2 separate regions of the Drosophila melanogaster genome follow, and region 1 is linked to region 2. A link is a contact called in public Hi-C data. All regions are on one chromosome and are shown on one strand. Each heading gives the region's core, a stretch centred on a gene start, on an enhancer-like site or on the middle of the called end of the contact. The rest is flanking DNA. Distances are from core to core; before and after follow the strand shown.

What was found. A called contact is a pair of places that touch in the nucleus more often than the background predicts.
Region 1: a contact with region 2 is called in a Hi-C map of the Kc167 cell line, with 1.7 times the contacts expected there. The contact joins the promoter of lace here to the promoter of DCTN5-p25 in region 2. A contact is called at or near these places in 1 of 107 Hi-C or Micro-C datasets (the Kc167 cell line) and 1 of 6 datasets of contacts at active chromatin or transcription factors (the Kc167 cell line).

Annotation. Positions count from the first base shown.
Region 1 is chr2L:15,496,117-15,500,890 of dm6, forward strand. It overlaps lace (lace,), which reads left to right and starts at 3,011. Exons shown (of 4, transcript NM_057266.5): 1 at 3,011-3,308. The coding sequence starts at 3,105.
Region 2 is chr2L:15,003,797-15,008,071 of dm6, forward strand. It overlaps DCTN5-p25 (Dynactin 5, p25 subunit), which reads left to right and starts at 1,937. Exons shown (of 3, transcript NM_165097.4): 1 at 1,937-2,076; 2 at 2,165-2,464; 3 at 2,522-2,811. The coding sequence starts at 2,029. The coding sequence ends at 2,743. It overlaps Ankrd49, which reads right to left and starts at 3,635. Exons shown (of 2, transcript NM_135891.4): 1 at 3,410-3,635; 2 at 2,787-3,360. The coding sequence starts at 3,545. The coding sequence ends at 2,849. It overlaps NC2beta (Negative Cofactor 2beta), which reads left to right and starts at 4,017. Exons shown (of 1, transcript NM_135892.4): 1 at 4,017-4,275. The coding sequence starts at 4,122.

The DNA of each region.
Region 1 (4,774 bases), core at 1,761-4,260, 490 kb after region 2:
ATAAAGTATGTTTGCTTTACACTCAAAATGTCCCCTTGACAGTTCTGCGCATTCTCGTAAACAATTTGTTGAGCCTATGCTAATGTTTTGGGGTCTTGACAGTCAACAATTGAAATGCCTTCAATTGCACCTCACAGCTTAATCGCAAGGCACAGTCAAGTCAACAATTGTAACACCTACACTGGACAACACAAAACGATTGACAACCTGAACTGTCAACGCATTGAAAATCGCTTGAGTGACTGCCATAGGTGACCACGCCCCTTAACCCTCGCACCAAACACTGAAAACAAAATTATTTCGTTAGAAGAATATTTAATTCAGACAACATGTTTATATGTTTTATATTTGACATTTTTATCTATTTTATAGTTTGTAGGTCTTCTTGTTAATAGTTTCAATTCATTCATTTCGTATCGAAGAGAATACAAAAGTAATTTTATTTTTTTTAAAAGTGTTTCCATTCGACGCCGGTGGCAACGGAGGCAGAGCGAGAAAACATGTCCACACAATAAGGAAAAATAAAAGAGTTTCCATAATGAAAATGTCAACCCGTTGGCGGAGTACAAAGTCCATTTTATTGGCCCGGGGGGAGTACTTCGGGTTGGGGCAGATAAATAAGAGTATAATACGGCAGCAGAGGTAGACAATAGTTCACAGACTGCAACTGCGAAATATCACGCGTGATTCATCGGCTGCGGCAGCAGCAACAACGGCAACTGCAACACCCACGCACGCACAAATGCATGTGGAAATGCAAATGCGTTTTTTATGCTTGTTAGAGCAACGCCTGCGTCGCCCGATGGAAATTGTGAACTTTTCTTGTTTATTAAGCCAGCCAAGTCGTAATTATGCAAAGCGGGCCAAGAGCTACAAGTATGCTGCTGATGGAACGAGAGCGAATACTATAACTAATTGTATACAAAGGGGCCACAACAAGTTATTACTAAGGGCTTGCCAAGGATATTTATATCTGGATTAGTGCTCATAAGTTCGCAGAGATTTCGGTCTTAATTATTAATCTTACTACTAAATATTGTTTGGTAGAAATGGTATACAGAAAATTTTAAATTACAAGTCACTTCATTTACGTTGGTGACTAATTAGCAATATGATACCATTTTGCTGGTGAATTTCCCAGCAAAGGCGGCAAGTCAGATTTGATCCGGTAATTTGATTACACAATTGCCAAATATTTGTCAGGACCGAAAAACGACTCAACTGCCATTGTACTTGAACTCCGCACTCGATAAGCGAACCAGCCAAAGTGCAAAACCGCCAACATGCAACCAACAACAACCGGCAATCGACAACTAGCAGCAACACCAAAAATACACAGACAACCGAAATCGCAGTTAGCGGACCGAAATTGCAGACAGAAACACGGTTTGTGGCATTCAAAAGCGATTTGCACCATCAGATCATCGAGATAAGCATTAAGAATCTTTGACAGAAATTGGCTAGCTTTGAGATACAATGCATTTTTCTCCGTTTTAGGGATTAACTTGGCATAGAAGTGCAAAATATAGAAATAAGTAATAATGATCGAAGTCAACAAATTCATGAAATTTTCAACTTTACATTATATACTTTCAATGTCATGAGATTGTCAAGTGGAATATAAAAATCCTATTTAATTTATTATACAATATTTACATGTTACTAAAATAGACCAAGTAATAATATATGCTATATTTTAGAATATCCTCATCCTTGATTAAGTGCTTTGAGAAATAAATGAAACCTTCTCGAAAAGGGTATGTGATTTTCCCTCTGGCATCGGCGGAAACTTTTGCCTTCAGGGTGCCGCTGGCGTCGATCGGCAATCGCTGGATGAAAACCCGACGTGACCCGCTTTCTGGGCCTGCGGCTCAAAGGGCTTCAGCCCTGACAGTAGCACCCACTTTGGTGACTTGGACTCAGATTGGGTTTCAAATTTTTGGCATCTCCGGCTACGACAATTTGGCAATCATTTGCATATCGATGTAGCGATCGGTGCAGCTTTTGCCGGGGAACGTGTTGGCATTTTGCAGAGGCTACATCTGCCACAAAAGCTTCCAACTCAATTAGAAGCCTTAGCGTCGTTTTCATGTTGTTTACCCACAGTTGGGATGCGGCGCATACTGAAAACGAAACTGAAATGCGAGTTCAATGTTTTGATTTTGAAATGGGCTCTGAAAATCCTTGAAAAGTGTCATCGGCCGGCCACAGCAGATTAATTTACAAAATAGTCGAAATTCTTCCGCAATAAAATGTGAAGAAAAACAAAAGCCTGCGGTATGGAGATGATCTATTTATGAGGCGAAATCCACTGCCCGAGACGTGTCTCCTTGCGGCAAAGAGTCAACGCACTTCGCAGCTCATGAATTTTACTACAATTGCCGCTTTACGCACTTTTATCTGAATATCTGTTGCCTGAAATTCTGTTTTCCTCCTTTTCTTTGTGCATTTTAATCTAATTTATTATTGCCGGCGAGGCGGAATTTTTCTTTGCGTAAGTTTTGGACCGATTTTAATGCTCAAGGGGAAAATGCTTGACGTGTTAAGTCTGAAAACTTGTGGTTTCTAATATGTAATGGAATATAAAACATTATTTTTTTTAGCTTATCTCCCACTTAAATGATACATTGTTGAACCCTCGTATCATATATAAATTTATATATTTTCATTAAATTGCTGTCAAATAATTTAAGTTGAACCCCTATGTGACTAAAATAGAAACCATTTTAGTTTAAATAAATTTCTTTGAAAATCTAATTAATACAAAAATCTACTTCTCTTTTGCGACATCTGGCGCTCAGAAAGTATACTAAACAGCACTGTGGCTTGAACTGCTTGCATGGTGGAGGTATTCGCTAGGAGCTGGCAGTACTAAAAGCAGAGAACACAACCGGAAGCGTTATTCCACAAAATGTGGCCTTTTAAATTATATGTGAAAATACGATAAGTACCTTAAAATACCGAAGGCGCGCAGTTTTCAGTATAACAGCTGGCCGAGTAACTGGCCACACCATTCCAATTAGAAAGAAACCTATTTAAGCAAAACGCATCGATCTCTCCGTAATTTTTTGTCCGCTGAGTAATCGGAAATCGGCAACGGAATAATGGGCAATTTCGACGGCGATTCTGGAACGGTTTTCGAGCAGAGCTATGCGACGACCAACGGAAACGGAAAGGTGCCGAATGGCAATGGGGCGGCAGATCTCAGTGCCCCGGAAAAACAGGAACTTCTCCGGAAGTTCTCGGCACCCGCGTACACTGAAATTCGCACGCGACGCTGCCAGCCGAAGCCCGCAAACGACGCCCAGGTGAGCCAGGCATTTTCGCTCAGTGTGCGGGGTGAAACGCGAGTTAAACACTTGGACGAAACGAAAATAACGAGCTAAAAGGCCATAAAAATTGGCCAAAAATGTGGTTCCATAGCTGGTTCCATTCACCCTCTCGCTCGCTCTTCCAGCCGGCGAATTATTGATTTTGTGTGAGAGCGAGGGAGCGCGCATAAGAGAGAGGGAGAGAGAGTGAGAGTGAAGGCGTGCGTCAGCTGGAGAATTTCGGCCCAATTTTTGCTGCCCTTTTTGGCGATTTTCCTCCGCTTTTCCCGCTTCTGGGTCATCGGGCAGCCACAGCTGTTTTCCCTCCACTGCAGTGTTTTCCTCGCGTGTTTTCCTTTTCGCCGCGAGTGCTGACCATTTGGCGTATTTTGGCTACTTCCGGATGATAGAAACTATTAGAACTCTGCGGAAATATCCTATCATCATATACGATCAGAGAGTTATTTCATAAATTGTGATCATGAAAGGCAATTTGTAGTGTTGGAAATTAAAGTATTGGGCAATATTATTTCACTTTCATTATTATAATTTTAAGTAGTCTATACATTCCTCTGAGATAGCTATCTTACAATTGACTAAGCCCTAAGATAAGAACATCAGCATGTTAAAGTAACTTAGATTTCAGAAATTTCATAATACCTATTTTAGATGTGCGTTAAACTGTTTGGTACGCTAGTCCATTTTACCACATGCACTCTCTAATCTAGCCATTGTCTCTTCTTCGGCACTCCTGCACTCATTCGAAATTTTCCTAGTGACTGGAGTACGACCCCAAAGCAAACACACACATAAGTACGTAGTTTGGGTGCACAATGTGTGTGGGGAGAGCGGCACAATGCTGGTCTGGTCATAATATTGTCATGCCACGCCATGCCCGGCTCGCCTTATCAGGCCCATTCCACCAGTCTTTTACGTAAAGCCTCGCAGAATGCGATTCGCTGGTGAATCACAATGCTCCGCAATCTCCGAAGGCAGCGGTTTTGGGTGGGCGTTGATTTGTCGGTGATAAGAGTTTTGTTTTAAAATTCATGGACTCTCCCTGCGTCTGGGCTGCCAAAGAATAACTGTTGGCGGGTATACTTAACCGATTATCATATTTTTTATTATTCATAACTTTTTAAAAAGATAAGATAAACATATTATAACATTACATTCATTGGGTAATTCCGATACAATTCGATCTTTGGGGAGTGAGCAATTGTTAGTTTTCTTTTAAGTACCTAAAGATTTCATTATTGGTAGCTTTGTATTTCTTTTTTTCGGAAAGTAATACAATGGTTTACATAAAATTTATTTAATGAAATAGTTCCGTACCATGGCGACAACTTATTGAAATCATTCAGCTTGATTTAATGGCAACTAAAGACCTTTTCAAATTTTTAATCACACGAAAATAATGTTAGCGCGTGCAAGTCTCATATCTCCAATATCAACGGATAGAA
Region 2 (4,275 bases), core at 687-3,186:
CAATGCGATCGTGAGCGATTGTCTTTTTTTGGTGGCGATGGGAAGGGCAGAGTGCGTGTTTCTTGATCTTGATTAGCTGGCCATTTAATAATGAGTTTTCCCAACAACAGCCACTTGATACAACAGAAACCAATTATCAAGGTCGCGGATGAGTTGGCTATTGTAAATATTTACATACACACACATAGCTCGCGGCCCTCCTTCGTGGGCTGCCCAAGGTCGAAATGTGGCAGAAGAGTTTATTCGATCGCTGTTGGACTAGTGTAAGGCAAACACTTGACTACACGTTCTACGACGAAGTCAAGACCTTCGCGGCCATGGACTTCTAATTGCTGGCAGGGAAAGTTACAAATATTACAGAAAATTACCTTGAGGTTACAAAAGTATGTACCTAGGTTGATTTCGGATTTCATATCTCCCTATATCTTAAATCACTTTATCGTTTAGATTTGCTTTAATCACCAGCATCGAGAAATGATTGAAGCTGCTTCGTATATTTAATCAAACACTTAATTAATAACCGATTCATCTCAGTTTCGCCTTGCTGAAAATCACACTTAACAATAGGCACCATTTTTAAATCCGAAATGAAACAAATTGGAATAATTTGTTTGATCAACCGATTGAAGAGTTGTTTGTGTGCACAACTCAATTAATTTCCAAACATTATTCAAGTTCAAGTTTATTAACCTTAAGTTCAAAAGTGCAAACACCAAACAGATTAATAGATTCCGATGCGGTTTTTCTCGCCGAAGGTTAAACGATTTGTGTTCTTTGCTTTTGGCGGATTCTTCAAAGCTTCAATAGACTGGCACAATTGTTTGCAGTAATTGGCATAGAAAAGCAATAATGGCAAAGTTCAGATAGTTCAAACCAAGAAGGTCAAGTGGGGTGGGGAAATTCATTGTAGCTAAGAAAGGCAGTTGTTCTTAAAAGTCTGAATATAACAAAAGATTTCTGCGCTAACAAATTTCGTTACTATTTCTCCATGTTTAGTTAATATTTTCGTAAAATCTGTTAAAGAATGTATGGAAAATGATTAAAAAAAAACAAGAGAGTCGAGTTCTCTGACTATTAGATACCCTTTACTCAGCCTTCTAGCTTTTATCTCAAATAGCTTTTATAGTTCCTGCGATCTCTACGTTCAAACGGACAGATCCTGATCAAGAATATATATACTTTATTTAGTCGGAAACCCTTGCTTCTACCTGTTACATATTATTTAACGAATCTAGTATACCCTTTCAACTTTACATAGTCTTCTTTATTGTTTAATTGACATTCTTTAAGCGTAGTTAAATCATATATGGAAAAGCCCGCAAATCCATAGCTTTGCTTACTTCTGCAAAATGTGGAGAGCCAAACGAAGAAAATAGTAATGAAAACATAAACAAATTAAAATGCTGCCAGAGCTGCCGCCGCTTGAGGCATTCGAGCGTGCCCCGCGAAGGTTAAGCCAATGGGCTGGGTCTCGCGATTATTAAGGAGCGCATTAATTGGAACTTCGTTGGAGCGTCGGACAGCGGGAAGTTAAAAGTTTTGGAAGGTCGGTGCGTCAATGGGAGGCGGCGGAGCTTACTGCGCTTTCAGCCAACAGCTGTGTGAGTTCAATTATGCACATTCTTTTCGTTCTGCCAGCAGATTTGCGCCTGAAGAGCAGCTGTCTAGATGTGCATCGTGATTTGAGAATTATGGCTAAAAGTTCAGGGTCAAAGTGGGTTAAACACCTGGGTTTTCTATGCACCCGCCAAGGCAGCTTGTAATTTGTAAAACTTCGCGTGTGTCTAATTAATAATTAGATGTAATGCCAAGCTCTTCAATGGAAAATCAATGGAATGCAACGAATTTGAATTCAAATTTGGCGCCAAGCTAATGTGGTTTAGGTCTTGACTTAACGCGTTACATTTGGTATTTTACCAACTATACACTGCGACCACACACATCAGCTGGTCGAAATATTTTCGCAAGTGCAGTTTCACTATTTTATTTACTTTACTTAAAAATAGTTTTTAAAACTGCTGATTAATCATGGAAATTCCGGATACCTACTACAGCAAAGATGAATACGTAGAGACGGCAAGTATTCGCACTGACTTCCGCTTTGGGATTCCATTTAAGCACTAAGAGATGACCTCATCATGACCAAAAAACTGATTGTTTACAGGCTTCGGGTAACAAAGTTAGTCGCCACACGGTGCTCTGTGGTTCCCAAAACATTATTTTGAACGGCAAGGTGATCGTACAGAGCGGCGCCATCATTCGCGGCGATCTGGCCAATGTCCGGACGGGAAGATATTGTGTGATTGGCAAGAACTCCGTCATCCGACCGCCGTACAAACAATTCAGCAAGGGAATCGCCTTCTTTCCCATGCACGTCGGTGAGCATGTTTTCGTTGGCGAAGGAGCAGTCGTCTCGGCGGCCACCATTGGATCCTATGTGTACATCGGCAAGAATGCCATCATAGTAAGCTATTACTTATTGTTATACCCTTGTAATCCATTTACTTTTACCATCTTTCAGGGCCGTCGCTGTGTTTTGAAAGACTGCTGTGTAATTGAGGATGGGGCTGTCCTGCCGCCAGAAACTACCGTGTCCAGCTACATGCGTTACACGGCGAGGGGAACCATCGAGGGTGGCCAGGGCAATCCGTATTTTGTGCCCGCCGCCATGCAGGACGAGATGATCAACTACACTAAGTCATTCTACGAGCATTTCGTGAGGGCTCCAGCGCCAGCCAGCTGAAAATCGTGGTGTCTACCAATTCCATCGACAGAAAACATTATTTATGAAATAAACATATTATATTAGTTATTCTATAAGTATGCGCATAGTTTGACTATTAAGTGATTAATCTATCAGTCCCGTTTCGCAGTCGTAGGCTTCCTCGCCGGACTCGAAAATGGGAAAACTCATGCCAGTACGACGGGCAATCACCGAGGCCAGTTCCTCGGAGTTGTTCTCCTTGCGCGGCTGGATGTATCGGTCCAGCAGAAGGACCGTGGCCGTATTCCGACAATTGGACACAGTGGCGGTTATGTGAAGCGGCGTCTGCTTGCCGTCCGATTCCGCATTTACATCGGCGCCAAACTGCAGCAGCAAATGGGCGCAATCCGCATTGTTCCACTTGCAGGCGGAGTGCAATGGCGTCCATCCCAGCTCCGTGCGGGCGTTGGGATTGGCATGGTACTGCAGCAGCAACTTGGCCATATCCACAAAGTTATTATAGGCAGCTCGGTGCAGCGGCGTGTATCCGTCGTTATCCTTGGCGTTCACGGTGTCTGCGTCCAGTTTTAGGATTTCCCGCACCTCGCTGATGCGGTTCTCGTTCACCGCCCACAGAATCATGCGTTCAATGCTGCCTATGATGATGTTTAATTAAACTATTTCTCTAAAATGTATTCTACTTACTTTGTGGGTTCTTGTCCTCTTCGATCAGTTCGTCGGCATCGTCGTCCCAGCCGCTCACGAACATTCCGCGCGGCACTTTGGCGTGGCGCAGCTTCTCCACCTGTGATTTTTCATCATCGGAATCGTAGTCCCCCATTTTGTGGTAATATATTAATAATAAGCCGGAATTTAAACAGCTCAACTTTTTGTTTTCTATTTCTCAAAGTGACCGTTGCTTAGCCGCTTAAGTACACTTAAAAAAATACTAAACACTTAAAAATATACTAAACGAAGAGTGGAGTTTTAAAAAGAACAGTACATTTGGTTTTTCAAATAAAAAAAAAAAAACTATTTATATAAATAATGGTAGGAATTATAAAAAAATTATTCTTTTATTTGAAAAGTCTGCCATTTAAAAAAAGGCTGTATTATTTATAATATTCATCAAAATCAAATTAATCAAAGATTATTAAGCCATTAAATTTGTGTTGAATACATAAATGATATACATCATTTTATATCATCATTTATATATTTTATTTTTAGCTATATATGCTTTATATAGTTCATTTCAATCAATTAATGATTTCATTTATTTACAAAAACAATAATTTTTCGATTACATTTTTCTGTTAGCAGTAAACGGCCACTCTAGCACACTATACTAGTAAATCCGAGAAAAACATCTGCTTCCAAGTTTGTTTGTTTGTTTGTTCCTTGAAACCAGGACGCCATGTCGAATCCGCAGGAAGAACTACTGCCGCCCAGCGCCGAGGACGACGAGCTGACCCTGCCACGGGCCAGCATCAACAAGATCATCAAGGAGCTGGTGCCCACGGTGCGGGTGGCCAACGAGAGTCGCGAGCTGATACTCAACTGCTGCTCAG